3 separate regions of the Zea mays genome follow, and regions 1 and 3 are each linked to region 2. A link is a contact called in public Hi-C data. All regions are on one chromosome and are shown on one strand. Each heading gives the region's core, a stretch centred on a gene start, on an enhancer-like site or on the middle of the called end of the contact. The rest is flanking DNA. Distances are from core to core; before and after follow the strand shown.

The links. A called contact is a pair of places that touch in the nucleus more often than the background predicts.
Region 1: a contact with region 2 is called in a Hi-C map of leaf, with 9 times the contacts expected there. The contact joins the promoter of LOC100279799 here to the promoter of LOC103641336 in region 2. A contact is called at or near these places in 5 of 25 Hi-C or Micro-C datasets (bundle sheath, ear, leaf and 2 more).
Region 3: a Hi-C map of endosperm shows a contact between it and region 2, with 4 times the contacts expected there. The contact joins the promoter of LOC100277695 here to the promoter of LOC103641336 in region 2. A contact is called at or near these places in 3 of 25 Hi-C or Micro-C datasets (ear, endosperm and tassel).

Annotation. Positions count from the first base shown.
Region 1 is chr10:86,711,262-86,714,505 of Zm-B73-REFERENCE-NAM-5.0, reverse strand. It overlaps LOC100279799 (Beta-carotene isomerase D27 chloroplastic), which reads left to right and starts at 1,536. Exons shown (of 8, transcript NM_001360997.1): 1 at 1,536-1,690; 2 at 1,775-1,873; 3 at 2,854-2,958; 4 at 3,068-3,167. The coding sequence starts at 1,547.
Region 2 is chr10:86,320,044-86,323,147 of Zm-B73-REFERENCE-NAM-5.0, reverse strand. It overlaps LOC103641336 (non-specific lipid-transfer protein A), which reads left to right and starts at 1,468. Exons shown (of 2, transcript XM_008664692.4): 1 at 1,468-1,975. The coding sequence starts at 1,591. It overlaps LOC100282873, which reads left to right. Exons shown (of 2, transcript NM_001155779.1): 1 at 1-262; 2 at 353-1,153. The coding sequence ends at 1,018. It also overlaps the pseudogene LOC100502448.
Region 3 is chr10:85,978,280-85,981,706 of Zm-B73-REFERENCE-NAM-5.0, reverse strand. LOC100277695 (DNA-(apurinic or apyrimidinic site) lyase) reads left to right here and starts at 2,045. Exons shown (of 9, transcript NM_001151197.2): 1 at 2,045-2,438. The coding sequence starts at 2,178.

The sequences.
Region 1 (3,244 bases), core at 287-2,786, 390 kb before region 2:
AACTCCGCTCCGCCCGACCCCAGGGCTCGGACTCGGGCTAAGACCCGGAAGACGACGAAACTCCGCTTCGCCCGACCCCAGGGCTCAGACTCCGCCCTGGCCTCGGCCGAACGACTTCCGCCTCGCCCGACCCCTTGGCTCGGGCTCGGCCACGGCAACGGAAGGCAGACTTAACCTCGGCTTCGGAGGAACCCCCACGTCGCCCTGCCTAGGGCACAGACCGCCACGTCAATAGGAAGCGCCATCATCATCCTACCCCGAATCGACTCGGGTCACGGAGAACAAGACCGGCGTCCCATCCGGCCAGCTCCGCCGGAGGGGCAATGATGGCGCTCCACAAGCTCTATGACGACGGCGGCCCCCAGCTCTCTTACGGAAGCAGGACAACGTCAGCAGGGACTCGACCGCTCCAACAGCTGTCCCTCCGCCAGGCTCCGCCGCACCTCCGACAGCCACGACATCACACCAGCAGGGTGCCCAGATCTCTCCGGCTGCCACATTGGCATGTACCTAGGGCGCTAGCTCTCCCTTTGCTAGACACGTAGCACTCTGCTACACCCCCCATTGTACACCTGGATCCTCTCCTTACGACTATAAAAGGGAGGACCAGGGCCTTCTTAGAGAAGGTTGGCCGCGCGGGACCGAGGACGGGACAGGCGCTCTCTTGGGGCCGCTCGCTTCCCTCACCCGCGTGGACGCTTGTAACCCCCCTACTGCAAGCGCACCTGACCTGGGCGCGGGACAAACACGAAGGCCGCGGGACTTCCACCTCTCTCACGCTCGACTCCGTCCTCCTCGCCTCTCCCCCCTTCGCGCTCGCCCACGCGCTCGACCCATCTGGGCTGGGGCACGCAGCACACTCACTCGTCGGCTTAGGGACCCCCCGTCTCGAAACGCCGACAATTATATATAAATACTTCTATAGATCAGGATCTTTCATTTGTTTCATTACAACTCTAGGCAAGTGAATAGCTGCTTATTTATGTCGACACTTTTCCTGTGTAACAACTATCCATAAAGTAACATATAAAAGTGCAGTCCTTATTTAAAGGGCTGAGAGCAAACATATTAAGGGGGATTATTAATGATTTCTTGGTCTCAGTAAAAACTACTTATACGCCTGTGAAACTTGGATGGAGATAGTATTTGATTGCCTATTTGTTTGTCATTCTTTTATAGTGATATTAAATTTGGATACATATTATAGTGGTGTCTATGTCTTATATTAATTTTTAACTTCCGTGGCAACGCACGATCATATACTTAGTATAATTATAATTATACGCTCTGTCCTCCTTAATTAATATAATATACACTTTAAGCTTTTTTTCATCTAGATATGTAATAATACGCTGGTCTTAAAAAAATTCAGCGTGATATGGACTGTATGAGTACAGTGCATGTAACGTATCACATGTGTGGGTCCCACAGCTGGAGAGGCTCGCTGACCTGTGGGTCCTAGCGGGCCGGCTATTGTCCTCCCTGCGTTCCCCCACCACCACGGCGGCAGCCACTGGTTGGCAGCGGTTGTCCTTCTCCGGTGTCCATGGCGCCGCCGCTCGCGACACGCGGCCTCCCCCTCGCCTCCCGCGGCCCGCCTTCTTGCGCGGCCTCCTGCTCCTCGTGCCTGCCCTCGTATCTCCAGCTCGGTCGCCGGCCAAGCCGCCGGTTCCGCTGCTCCTCGCCACAGGTGATTTATTCCACACCAACTGTGCCCTGTGCGTCTGTGCCGGCGCTGGTGGTTGGTTGTTAGAGTGACTTTATTTGGATGCAGGTCGATGCAGCGGCGGTGCCGCCGGGGAAGGGCGGGGAGTACCGGCCCTCTTTCGCGGACGACCTCCTCCTCGCCTTCTTCCGGAGCAAGATGGTGAAGGCGAGTTCCACTCCATCCACCGATCCCTTAGTTCCTCCCTCCAGTTAGATGATGCCAAACCGTGTTATTAGTTTTTTTTTGAAACTTTGGAAGGACCCAGTTTTTAATAAAATTGGTTTATAGAAATTGAGTCCAAATATACCGACTTAATTTATAGAAATTATATTCTCAGTTTCTTAAAAAACCGAGAAACCGTTCTTTCCTAGCTAAAAGATAAAAACCGGTTTCTTAAAAACTAGATTGCTTTTAAACAGAGCCTTAACCATGTTATTAGCTTCTTTTCCTTAAATAAGAGAGAACCAAAAAAACTTTTTTTGTGTTTAGTATAGAGTTCTAGCATGGCAGATAATGGAATCTTCTGAACATTAATAATCCATTCATCGCTAGGTTCAGTTCTGCTTGGTAATTTTGATCAACAGTCTGACAAATCCTGATGAATTGACGCCACGTGCATAACTGAACTTGTGCTAGCTATTAGTTTATCGTATTACTTTAATCGAGCTTGGAACTTTGTATTTCTACAAAATGGCCATTTAGTTTTGTTGAAATCTGAGCTGAATGCTCTATTTTTTGAAGAATAATTTGTTTTCAGTTTATTTATTTATTTATTTATTTGTTGTGTGAGCGAGGCGAGGGGTGCTTTCAATCATAAAACAACTAAGCAGGTCCGATCCAATGTGAGATTAAATGTTATCATAGTTTCCAGACAGACTGCAACTCCAGAAACATAGAATAATCTCACTGTCATATTTGAATGAGAAATGTACACACTTGCATACGAGCTGAAAATTTTCCTGGAAGTGGCTACAAAAGAAATTTCCTGTGCTTTAGGACAAGGTACAAGTACTTAGAATTCAGAAAGCCAGCCCCCTGTTGACGAGTATCTGTTAAGTTTTAGGTCAATATGGAATATCACAGTTTTGCATAAAAGCAAGACATGCAGTGCAATTACATTCTGTTGATTCTCTGAAAGGCTGTAGGAGGTTGGATGGGATTCTGAAAAGCCTGGGTATGCTGGACTAATGGAGGTAGCAAACCGTCTCATGGTCAAGGGAAAGAGTGCTTTGGAGACTGAGCAGGCTGCTGTATATCACTTCTCTTGTCCCCCTCTAGTCTTTGTGCATCTGTTGTCACGGAAACTTTTATAGCTAATGAGCCTTAGTTTTCTGTGTCTCTTTTTTTTACAATCTCCAGGTCCGAGTACTACAGTCACTGTTTCCACCTCTCTTGCTTGTTCTTTACAAAGCTCTTTTAGCGCCAATTGCTAATGGCCAACTAGCCGCTATGATGCTTGGTGAGTCTACTTCTAGTCGCAAGTACAGCATTTCCATGTATAATACTTCCTCCGTTTCGTTTTAGTTGTCGCTGGAT
Region 2 (3,104 bases), core at 219-2,718:
CTACTTGCCGGCTTGGAGGTGGGTCGACCCGTACGGGTGTGAGAAGAGGATGAGGGAGGTGGAGAAGAAGGTGGACGACTTCCACCAGAAGATCATTGATGAGCACAGGAGAGCTAGGGAGGCCAGGAAGAGTCGTTCCTCCGTTGAGGAAGATGGCGGCAACGGCAAAGATGAGATGGACTTCGTCGATGTGCTGTTATCTTTGCCTGGTGAGAACGGGAAGGAGCACATGGACGACATGGAGATCAAAGCGTTGATGCAGGTGTGTGTATGTGTATGCTTTGCTATTGCATACCCTGGAATTCAATTCATTTTGTTGAAGCTAGTTATTATGAGTAATACTTCTTGGCAGGACATGATCGCTGCTGCTACTGATACTTCATCGGTGACGAACGAGTGGGTGATGGCGGAGGTAATCAAGAACCCGCGCGTGCTCCGGCGCGTCCAGGAGGAGCTGGACGCGGTGGTGGGGCGCGACCGGATGGTGGCGGAGTCGGACCTGGCCCACCTCCCCTACCTCCGGTGCGTGGTGCGCGAGTCATTCCGGATGCACCCGGCGGGGCCGTTCCTTATCCCGCACGAGTCGCTGAAGGCGACGACCATCATGGGGTACCACGTGCCGGCGCGCACGCGCGTGTTCATCAACACGCACGCGCTGGGGCGGAACCCGCGCGTGTGGGACTCCGTGGGCGAGTTCCGGCCGGAGCGGCACCTGCCGGCGGAGGAGGGGGCGCGGGTGGAGATCAGCCACCTGCCGGACTTCAAGATCCTGCCGTTCAGCGCCGGGAAGCGCAAGTGCCCCGGCGCGCCGCTGGGCGTGGCGCTGGTGCTCATGGCGCTCGCCAGGCTCTTCCACTGCTTCGACTGGTCCCCGCCCGACGGCCTCCGCCCCGAGGACGTGGACACCCGGGAGGTGTACGGCATGACCATGCCCAAGGCCACGCCCCTCGTCGCCGTCGCCACTCCGCGCCTGCCGCCGCACTTGTACGGCGGCGGCGGCGGCAGCTCGGCTCCTTAGTTCGATGACACTTTGACGCACGTGCGCTGCACTGCCAGTCTCATTAGTCATTATACGCATGATGTACTTCCCTCCATATACAATACACCGCATAAACCAAACGATGAATGAAATGTAGTCGTTCTATGGTTTCAATATGAGAAGATATAATTGATGGTTAACATCATTTCCCTCCGTTTAGTGATAAGCCATATACTCTAGGTATGTAGTAGTGTAACAATGCGATCCCAGCCCAGGTAACGAGGTAGCAGAGAGGTGAGCTAGCTGTAGCTGGCGACGAAGCGAAGCATTAAACGGTTGCAACGGCAGCTAGCCGTGGCGTTCATGCACGGTATGGCCAAAAAAAAGGGACCCTATCCATCTGCCAGTTTTGGCGTACCAATGCATCACTCAAAGCGCTGCCATTACGAGCAACATCAGCACCAACAAGATGCTGAACCGCTTCGCCGACCCAGCAAGCCCTATAAAACCCCAGCGCTCGAGCCGCTCCATGAACGCAGCAGCAACAAGCTAAGATCGAGCTCCAGCAGCAGCAAGTCAAGTTCGGGAGAGAGAGAGACACAGATCGATCGATGGCGATGATGAAGAAGAAGGGCGGCGCCGCAACAACAGCGGTGGCAGCAGTGGCGTTGGTCCTGCTGGCGGCGGCGGCGGTTAGGGCGGACGTGAACTGCGCGGACGTGGACGCAAGCCTGCGCCCCTGCGTCGGCTACGTGACGGGCAAGGAGGCGGCCCCGGCCGCCGAGTGCTGCGCCGGCGTGAAGCGGATCAGGGCCATGCCGTCCGGCCCGGCGGAGCGGCGGCAGGCGTGCGAGTGCGTCAAGCAGGCGGCGGCCAATTACCAGCCGCTCAACGCCGACGCCATCCGCGACCTCCCCGCGCAGTGCGGCGCGCCGCTGCCGTTCCCGCTCACCCTCAACTTCGACTGCACCACGTGCGTATATATATATATACTAGGTAAATGCCCGTACGTTGCTACGGAGTGAACATGTTATGATAAGATACATTGAAATTCAAGAATAATGATTGCAATTTTATATTCGTGTTAGCATCTTTTAAAAGTTAAGAATTTTTACATGCCTTAAAAGCCTTACACATCAAAAAAATCCATCATGTAAAGTAAAATACAATGTTCATCCGTCACTATTGTAATCTGCTACTCGCACTATCCAGCATGTCACTGAGTGCAAAAAATTCTTACACAAGTTTCTAGCTCAAAAGGCATAAGTCTGAGAAATTAGTAGATACAGTTTGCTAACCCAAAATGACATATAATAGTTACAACTGAATCGACACACTACGCCCCAAATTTGATGGGAGTTTCAGTTGAGAGGGATTAACTTCCTCTTGATAAACCAAGACGCTGGTCATCTCCATTGTTGCCCTTAGGGCTTAGTCTCCAAAAAAAAAGTGCATCTAAAAAACATATGAAAAGTGATCTGAAAGCGTTATAGAGTGAGAAATGTTAAGAAATGTTAAATCATGTCCCAAAGAAGTGGAGCGCAAGATTCATTATATAAGTCTACAGCCTTACAACCTTTACTGCATGTAAAAACGAAAAACACAGTTTCACTTGAAAGAAGAACATTTGTAATGGCACCTTAGTTTTATGTCTTCGGACAAAAATGTTAAGCCAATTTACTATCCAATATGGAGTGAACACGAGAATAACTACAAGCTCAGAAAACAGTGTAAAGAACCAACATGCAACAGATAAACAAGGTACATAATTTCTGCTATAGGTAGCTACTGAAGTCAAAAGTTTATCCCTGATACCTGTCATTACATACTCTGGTGCAACATAACCATAGGTGCCAACAACCCGAGTAGATACATGAGTTTTTTCACCCTGATGACCAGCTTTTGCTAAACCGAAATCAGATAGTTTTGCGTTGTACTCCTACAGAAGTAAAATCACCACATGTTCAAAAAAAAGAAGTAAAATCACCACAATTAACAAGGTAGCGTGCATTGTCTAGGCACAATATGAAATAGATTGAACAGATAAAGTACCACATCAAGAAGAACATTCAATGTCTTAAAATCCTTGTAAATAACAGGTTTGGGACCTCCATGGAGGAAGGCT
Region 3 (3,427 bases), core at 796-3,295, 340 kb after region 2:
CCGAGCCCAGCCTCGGGCAAAGGCAACCAACCCAGGAGGATTCACGTCTCGCCCGAGGGTCCCCTCAAGCAACGGACGCACCTTCGACTCGCCCGAGGCCCAGCTCGGGCGGGCTTCGCGGAGAAGCAACCTTGGCCGGATCGCTATGCCAACCGACCGTATCGCAGGAGCATTTAATGCAAGGATCGACTGACACCTTATCCTGACGCGCGCTCCTCAGTCGACAGGGCCGAAGGGACCGCAGTCACTTCGCCGCTCCACTGGCTGACCTGACAGGAAAACAGCGCCGCCTGCGCTGCTCCGACTGCTGTGCCACTCGCCAGAGTGAGGCTGACAGCAGCTAAGTCCAGTCTCGGGCGCCATAGGAAGCTCCGCCTCGCCCGACCCCAGAGCTCGGACTCAACCTCGACGCCGGACTCCGCCTCGCCCGACCCCAGGGCTTGGACTCAATCTCGACGCCGGACGACAGACTCCGCCTCGCCCGACCCCAGGGCTCGGACTCTACCTCGACCTCGGACGACGGACTCCGCCTCGCCCGACCCCAGGGCTCGGACTCTACCTCGACCTCGGACGACGGTCTCCGCCTCGCCCGACCCCAAGGCTCGGACTCTACCTTAACCTCGGACGACGGTCTCCGCCTCGCCCGACCCCCGGGCCCGGACTCAGCCTCGACCTCGGAGGAGCCGCCGCCTCGCCCGACCTCGGGCTTGGACCGACCACATCGCAGGGGGCCATCATTACCCTACTCCTAGCTAACTCAGGCTACGAGGAACAAGACCGGCGTCCCATCTGGTTCGCCCCGGTAAACAAGTAATGATGGCACCCCGCGTGCTCCATGACGACGGCGGCTCTCAGCCCCTTACGGAAGCAAGGAAACGTCAGCAAGGGTCCGACAGCCCCGACAGCTGTACTTCAACGGGGCTCAAACGCTCCTCCGACGGCCACGACATCACATGAACAGGGCGCCAAAACCTCTCTGACAGCCACGACGACATGTACATAGGGCTCTGGCTCCCCTTTGCTAGACACGTTAGCACATTGCTACACCCCCCATTGTACACCTGGGCCCTCTCCTTACATCTATAAAAGGAAGGTCCAGAGCTCTCGTACGAGAGGGTGGCCGCGCGGGAGAACGGGCCGACGCGCAAGGCTCTCGCTCTCTCTCCCACGCGAACGCTTGTAACCCCCTACTGCAAGCGCATCCGGCCTGGGCGCAGGACAACACGAGGCCGCAGTTTCCCCTTACTATTTTCCCCCCTTGTGTTCCGTCTCGCGCCGACCCATCTGGGCTGGGATACGCAGCGACAATTTACTCGTCGATCCAGGGACCCCCGGGATCGAAACGCCGACAAGCTTTAAGATAAATCATTTATGCCAAATGATTTGTGAAATGACTTCAACTCTAAAAAAGCTGATTTTTAGGGGGGAAAAAGTAGAGCTAAAGCTATTTTTTATATGCAGAGCACTAAGAGCATCTACAAGAACTTTCAGAAGTCTCTTATAAATAAAGTTTTTTTGGAAAAAACACAAAAACGTGTCTCCAGCAGTTTGTCTAAAACGTTCACAATTTTTTTATAGTTTTTAAAACTCTCTCATTTGTAGCTACAAATGAGCAGTTTTTTAGGCTCCATAGAAATAATCTGCCGCTTTAAGGGATCTATCGAAGAAAGTATTAAAATCTACCATCTCTAAGTTTTTAAATGCCCCTTAAAACAGATTTTGAGGAGTTATTTTTTAGAAAGATTTTGAGAAGTTATTTTTAGGAAGATTTTAAGGAGTCATTTTTTAGAAAAATCTTCGAGATGCTCTAACAAATGGACCAAAGGGTGGGGGCACAAACGAGCAAACCGCTGCCGAGTATGAGTGACAATAGATTCTCAATTTTGTACTATAAAATTTAAGAATCAGATTAAAATTAAACTCTATTTCTATTATTTTTAAACTAAAATTTATTTAAGCTCCTACTATTTTATAAAGAATCATTTGGATCGATCCATTACCCCGTCCGCTGTTTCCCCTGACCAGCAGACCGCTGCCGAGAGCCCGAGACAGTGCCCGCTGGTGAGTTCGAAACCCCAGAGCTTTAAAGCTTTTCCGATTCCGCAATGCTCACCGTTCGGTTCCTTCTCGTACCGAGCCGCGGGTAGCCAGCCAACCGCCGACGCAGTCCACAAGCGATGAAGCGCTTCTTCCAGCCAGTGCCCAAGGACGGCTCCCCGTCCAAGAAGCGGCTAGCGGGTGCTGCTGAACCGGGCGACGGCCCCACATCAGCCGGTGCCGCCACCGGCGCTGGCGGGGATGTAGAGGGGAGGCCCACCGAGGAGCCGTTCAAGTTCCTGACGTGGAACGCCAACAGCCTGCTCCTCCGGATGAAGAGCGACTGGCCTGCTTTCTCGCAGCTCGTCGCCCGCCTTGACCCCGACGTCATTTGTGTCCAGGTGAGCGATCTGGTTCCTCCCCGTCCCCGACCCCGATGGGTTCAATCTGCAAGGCCACACGCTCGTCTGAACCACCTGTAGGCGGGCCGGCGAGGCCCGTATTCTGCAATGCAGGGACTAGTCCAATGTTTATGACCAGCAAGGGTTTTAGATCTTATCAGGTCTTGTTTGGATACTGTCTCACTTAAATCCATGTCTATTAATGTGGATTAGAGTGTAACTTAAACTAATTTACACCTCAATCCTCCTCCCCCAATACATGTGGATTGAGTTACACTTACACAAGGCCTCAGGCCTTACACCCCAATACATCTCAATAAAATGTGTGGATTGAGGTGAATACTAGAGTACCCAAACAAAGCCCAAGAGTTTTAGATTTTTACCTCTTACAGCTCGTGGATGGTGTCATTATCCCTGCACGTATTCTCTTGCAAAGTAAAAGTAGTACTGAGATATTGGATTATATTTTTTAACAACTTACTAAACATTACCCCTTTCTAAGGCCCTGTTTATGTACCCTCTAGATTATATAATCCAGCTTAAATAAGTTAAGATACAAAAAACAACACAGATTATTAGGTAGGTAAGTAGGTTATATAATATAGATTATGATAATCCATAAGCAGATCATAAGGTGCTTATATAAATATATAATCCATCAGCTGGATTATATAATCTTGTAAGGAAATAAACAAGGCCTAAATTATAAGTTGTTTTGGTTCTTCTAGATACATATAGTGCAAGCCAAAATGGCGTGGAAGGAGTACTATAAATAATACTCCCTCTGTCCCAAATTAAAATTCATTTTGGGGTGATAATGGATTCATACTATATTTGATGTATGCTGTTTTTATATGTGTCTAGATTTATTACCATCGATTTGAATATAAACATAAAACCAAGGGCTAAAAACGAATAGTATTTTGGGACAGAGGGAGTAAATGGTCTAATGTTGCTGTTGGTGCTTGCCCATGGGCTGTGGTTGTGGG